2 separate regions of the Mus musculus genome follow, and region 1 is linked to region 2. A link is a contact called in public promoter capture Hi-C data. All regions are on one chromosome and are shown on one strand. Each heading gives the region's core, a stretch centred on a gene start, on an enhancer-like site or on the middle of the called end of the contact. The rest is flanking DNA. Distances are from core to core; before and after follow the strand shown. Region 1 holds the start of Tut7 (terminal uridylyl transferase 7). Region 2 overlaps Agtpbp1 (ATP/GTP binding protein 1).

What was found. Promoter capture Hi-C pulls out the DNA fragments that hold promoters and counts their contacts.
Region 1: a contact with region 2 is called in a promoter capture Hi-C map of neutrophils. The contact joins the promoter of Tut7 here to the enhancer-like site in region 2. A contact is called at or near these places in 2 of 39 promoter capture datasets (the C10 cell line and neutrophils), 1 of 484 Hi-C or Micro-C datasets (pro-B cells), 2 of 115 datasets of contacts at active chromatin or transcription factors (large pre-B cells and pro-B cells) and 1 of 9 other capture datasets (liver).

Annotation. Positions count from the first base shown.
Region 1 is chr13:59,821,598-59,824,416 of GRCm38.p6, forward strand. It overlaps Tut7 (terminal uridylyl transferase 7), which reads right to left and starts at 1,513. Exons shown (of 27, transcript NM_001373962.1): 1 at 1,036-1,513; 2 at 1-513. The coding sequence starts at 482.
Region 2 is chr13:59,508,838-59,511,657 of GRCm38.p6, forward strand. All of the region lies in intron 11 of Agtpbp1 (ATP/GTP binding protein 1), which reads right to left. Among named protein-coding and RNA genes, the nearest start is that of Agtpbp1, 47 kb to the right of the region's middle. Within about 2 kb of position 1,309, at least 98 of the 459 cell types and tissues checked have an H3K27ac peak or open chromatin away from gene starts, as enhancers often do. A contact at or near this core is called in neutrophils and pro-B cells, where this site is marked.

The DNA.
Region 1 (2,819 bases), core at 263-2,762, 310 kb after region 2:
CTGCTGAGGTCTTTCTGAAACAGCCTTCTCACAGCTCTGCAGCCTCTCCCCTCCTGCCACCTGTAGGCATCGTCACTTTCCTGAAAGGATTCCTTCCTTGAGCGGCTTATGACAGGAATCCTAGGTCCGGGCTTGAACTCTCTCCAGCTGTCTGCATTACCAGCGAGTTCATCAGATAGCCATTTTTTATTTTGATCTTTGTGGTTATCATTCATCCAAGCAGGCTGACTGTAAATTGGGTTTTTAAATGCATATGGATTGCTGGAAACCCCATACAGTCCTTTCCTGGGGGTGTTCCCATAGTTCCCGGGTGATATCTTCTTTTTTGGAAGGCCCTTTTCCATTTTACTGCTATGGCCTTTAGCATAATCATCCATTATTAAATAATCTTGTTGGGGATGGCCCCTTCTGAAATCATCATCATCAATAATTCCACGGTCTTTAGTGCGCTTCACAAAGTAAGGTTTTGCTGTATCTCCCATGGTCTTTGACTTCAACTTTCTTACTTTGTACCTGAAAGAAGGCATTGGGGGAGGGGGGAACAAAACAAAATTGTAAAATAATATCATACCAAATACTCAAAGTAACACACGGGTGCCCTGAAGCCTTTATCTTCCCCCATTTAAAAATTAAATTGTTACCACATTCCTAATAATTAATGCATTCCAGAAGTTACAGTGTTCATAAAAACTGGTCCTTATTTAATACAAAGACTAAATCTGAAGACACTTCTATAGTCTCAGAAACTAAAGAAGTAACTTCTATGTAACGAAAGCACCTCTCTTCAAAGTAAACATCCTAAGTCAACACTGTTACAAAACTCCCAAATCTATTTCTTTTTTTTAAAGTTGGCAATTACTTTTAGGTATCAAAGTAGCCGAAACTATGTGAGCAGATTTCAGTTTCGATCAGCCCCCACTCTAAGCTTCGCTTTTCAACCCGGCGCGACCGCTGGGCGAAGGGACAGCACTTCCCACTAAGGTACCGCTCTAAGGGTCCAGGCTTCCGACCAAGGGACAACGCCAGCTGACTTACCCGACTTCTCAGTCCCCAGCCCCAGACAAGTCCAGTTTCGTCACCAACCACAATCCTCCGCAGGATGACACTCCTTTTCCTTCCCCATTCGGCTGCCCCACCCCTGTGTGCCTCAGTTTCCACCAGCGGAGTCCCCAGGCGAAGGAGGAGGCGGTTCCGCGCTACTGGCCACGAAGCCGCCGTGGGGAATAGGAAGCAGGAAGCGCCCGGCCATTGACAGGGTTCCGGGGTTCCCCGGACCAGGGCCGGAGCCCCGACACAAAGTGAAGACGCGGACTCGAACCCGAGGGCTCCGGGCGCACAGCCGGGCCGAGGCGGCCGGAGAAGGACGGCGCCAACGTACCTCGGGGCCGGGCAGATACGCTTCTGGGGGCGGGGGGAACCCACGGGCCCAGCCCGGAGGCGAGTCCCGGAGGGACGCGACGAGACGGCGCCCCGGAGCACTCACCAGCGCCGCTGCGGTCCCCCGCCGCTTCCTGTCCGGGCCCGGCTCCTCACCGTGTTTTCCTTCAGCCCCACTTCCGGCGCTCAGCGCCGTCTCATTGTGCGCGATTGGAAGACTGCGGTGTCCCCGCCCCGCGCTCCGCGGCTGGCCGGAAGCGCGCACCGGAAGCGCGCGCCGCCCAGGTTCCTCCCAGCGCCGGGGGCGCGCCGCGGGTGCGGGCGCAGAGGTCCGGGGTTGCTCCCTAGCTACCTGCGAGATCCGTCGCCCAGTGCTTTCGGGTTCCCCCGACGCCCCTCTGTGGCTGCTCGGGAAGCTGGGTCTTTTTATAATTCCGAGTGGCTCCAAGTTTCAGTGAGGGCCTTGTGAACGACCTTGAAGGAAGTTCAGCGGCCTAAACCTCTGGATTAAGCTCGACCTGGGGGTAGAAAGAGATTCAACTTTTTTTTTTCTTTAAGAACTAGCAAACAGCCGGAGAGTGGTGGCACATGCCTTTAATCCCACTTGGAGGGAGGCAGATTTCTGAGTTCGAGGCCAGCCTGGTCTACAGAGTGAGTTCCAGGACAGCTACGTCTACACAGAGAAACCCTGTCTCAAAAAAACAAAAAACAAAAACTTAGCAAACAACACAGAGTTGCTTTTTTTTTTTCTAATTGAACATTCATTGTTATCTAAAGTGTCCTACATGCCTTGAAAGCCTCAAGCAACTAATGAATAGAAGTGCTGGAAAAAATAAGGCAGTTTTCATTTCTACCTCTACAAAGTATAAATTTAAATCCATTGGGTTCTTTAGCCAACAGTCTTAAAGTGAAGAATGCATACAGCCTTTGCTATTCCAAGAAACTGTCTTTAAAACTGTAAATAAATACTAACTCAATCCTACTAGTTCAGGAAGAAAGGAATACAATTGAAATTTAAAAAGCAAAAGAGACATAGCTAAATGGTTGATATTCTACAACCAACTTGTTTTGTCAGTTTCCTCTTGCTGTGTGGGTTTGGGGATTTCTGAGTTCAAGGCTAGCCTGGTCTACAGAGTGAGTTCCAAGACAGCCAGGGCTACACAGAGAAACCCTGTCTCGGAAAAAAAAAAAAGTATTTACATTCCAAATGCTGCATCCTGGTTCCCCCCTCCCCCTTCCTTTCCCCAGGACCCCTCCTTTCACCTCTGAGAGGGTGTCCCCCCCCCACTTCATTGCCCAACCCTGGTATCATAAGGCACATCCTCTCCCACTGAGGCCAGACAAGCCTTCCCAGAAAGCCATCTTTCTCTAGGGTCCCACAGCTAGTAGCTGTTCTGAATATAACTTGAGAGTTCCTGTCACTGACAGTAAAAGTTCCATGT
Region 2 (2,820 bases), core at 59-2,558:
TATAAACAAAGGGCCTGTCCTCACTGTCCTATAAACATGAACCACTCCCCTCTATGCACTGTTTGTGTCAGATCCATAAGGACAACCTACAGATGTATGGTTATGTCTGTGTACAAAAACACGCTTTTCCAGCAGGAAGTGGTATGCTGTGTATCTAAAGTTTGCAGCTATAAGCACACAGACACGGGAACACAGCTATATTTTATTCACTTTCCTTTTATCTGGTTCTGTTAAATATTTTGTCATTTTTGGGCAACACTAGCAATACTCCCCACAGCCCAGCTATTTCGCCTCTCAATGGGGAGTCCTTTCTCTGTCTTGCTAACTTGGCATCTTTTAATAGTTCATTACCATACTGACATATGATATAGATAAGAGTTAGTGACAGATTATTGAAAACAACTGCAAATTTCTGTAATAAATTTTATCTGGAATCTCTTCATGGTATTTACTAAAATAATTATTTGGTTTCCTTCTTTTGACCTACTAATAATAAACTTCACCCACTTTAATATTAGAAGTAACCTAGATGTCCTACGTAAGAGACCACTGCCCAGTTCTATTTGCTCTGTTTTAGAGTCTGCACATCTGACTGGTGGGCTTCAGCTGCGGGTTATTTCTGGTAATTCTCACCAGGTTTTGCTTTCAGCACCATGCTAGCTTCTAAGCTTTGCTTTTTTTCTATGCCTTGAAAGTTGAGAGAACTCATCTATGGCATCATCAACAGTTAATACCACAAAACAAACGTAACTATGTACTGCATTTGGGGATTTTTGCCTGTTCAAGTCACTTTTAAGCAATTATATGTCCCTAAAATACTACTTCAATTATAAATTCAAATGTATTAAGAGTGGTTCTCTCTAGCGTGGATACTTATTTACATAATCTTTTCTACCTTTGCAGAGACTGGGGGCACAGTAACTCGCCAAACTGACTACTTCCCCAATCCCAGATTTGATTCTGCTCTGCCATGCAGATTGTGTGGTCTACACGGATCAAACAGCCGCAGCTGCCCTGCCTCGAGCTCCTTCCCTCCTGGGCCAATACTCCGGGGAAACACACACCTTTCCTGGCTCCCTGCCCAGCTTTCCACCCACTGCTCTGGCTCCCCAGTGAGTACCTGCTTCTTGGGTTTCATTTTCACCAGTGTAAGAGTCTTTGAATACTATTGTCACAGGACAGAGCCCACAGCAAGTGTCCCCTTTCTCATTTCCCCATGCCTGGTGAATTCACCACACTGCAGGTATACTCTTGCTATCCCTCAATCTAGACACTGACGAAATATCCCTGTGAGGATTTCTTCTCCTTCCTTCCTCCTGTTACTTCCTGTTGCATCACAAAAGAGCCTCTTCAGCCTTCTACCACTCAGAACCACCACGTAACCCCTTCACCGCACACCACCACAGACCTATACTGAGATACAGGAAAGGTTTCACAAACTCCTTGTTGTCCCTCCAAATGGAATGCTAGAACATAACTAAAGCAGAGACACTGCTCCTCAGAGGAGGAAGGCCGTCTTTCCTCAGCCTGTCTGCCACAGCAGCACTGTTTCCTAAGACTCCTCTTGCCTCCCTTTCAGATTTGCTACAAACGTCCTCGCCTTAATGCCTGTTGGAAATTTCAAACTCTTCCACTCAGCTAACTTACTCAGAAGTTTCTCACTCAGTCTTGTTGACTTTTAAACTTTGTATTATTTAATTTTTATCACTCTTTTACACACACTCCCTCTCTTAACATACAATCTTACACAGTTACACACATACTCCATATACATAGTCCCTCTCTTACACAGTCTCTTACATTCTTATGCACTCTTACACACACTCAGTCTTACACATACACTCTTTCACACACTCTTACACACACTCTTACACATGCTCACTCTCTTAAACTCTTACACACACACTCTAACATACTGTCTCTTACACAGTTACACACTCTCTTATACACAGTTACACACACACTTCACATACTCCCTCTCTTACACATACTCCCTGTCTCTTACAGACATACACTGCAACACACTCTCTTTTTCACAGTCTTTTACACACATTCTTTACACTCTCTTACACACACACTCTCCATTAACACTCTTACACACACTGTCTCTTACAGATTCTTACACTCTTACACACTGTCTCTTACAAATATACTCTCTTACATATACATTCACTTACACATAACACTCTCACACACAAACATACTCTCTTACACACATACATACTCTTACACACACACACACACACACATCGGGAGAGGGCAGAGGATAACATGCCAAAGGTCACTTTCTCCTTCCACCATGTGGGTCCTAAGAATTAAACTCAACTCACCAAGCTTAGCATAAAATTCCATTACCTACAAACCATCTCACCAGCCTGACTTTTAAAAGGTGTTTCTAAATGATCCATTTTGTGTCAGTTATATCTGTGTTTAGATTGTTTAACTAATAATATACCTTATGATATATGCCATTAATAAATCCATACTAGAGATTCAAAAAATGACAATTACTTGGAGGCTCTTTTAAAATGTTTATTTCAAGCTGGGAGGGAGGTGTTAGTGGCCTTTAATCCCAGCACTTGGAAGGCAGAGGCAGGCGGATCTCTGAGTTCAAGGCCAGCCTGGTCTACAGAGTGAGTTTCAGGACAGCCAGGGCTACACGGAGAAACCCTGTCTTAAAAAACAAAACAAAACAAAAATTATTTCTTCAAGTAAGTGTTTTATAAATAATAAAAAATAACTAACTTTTAAAAAATATATAAGAAAACAGAATTCTATGAATATCCGTAACTACCCCTTTCTTCTATTTCAGTAGATACC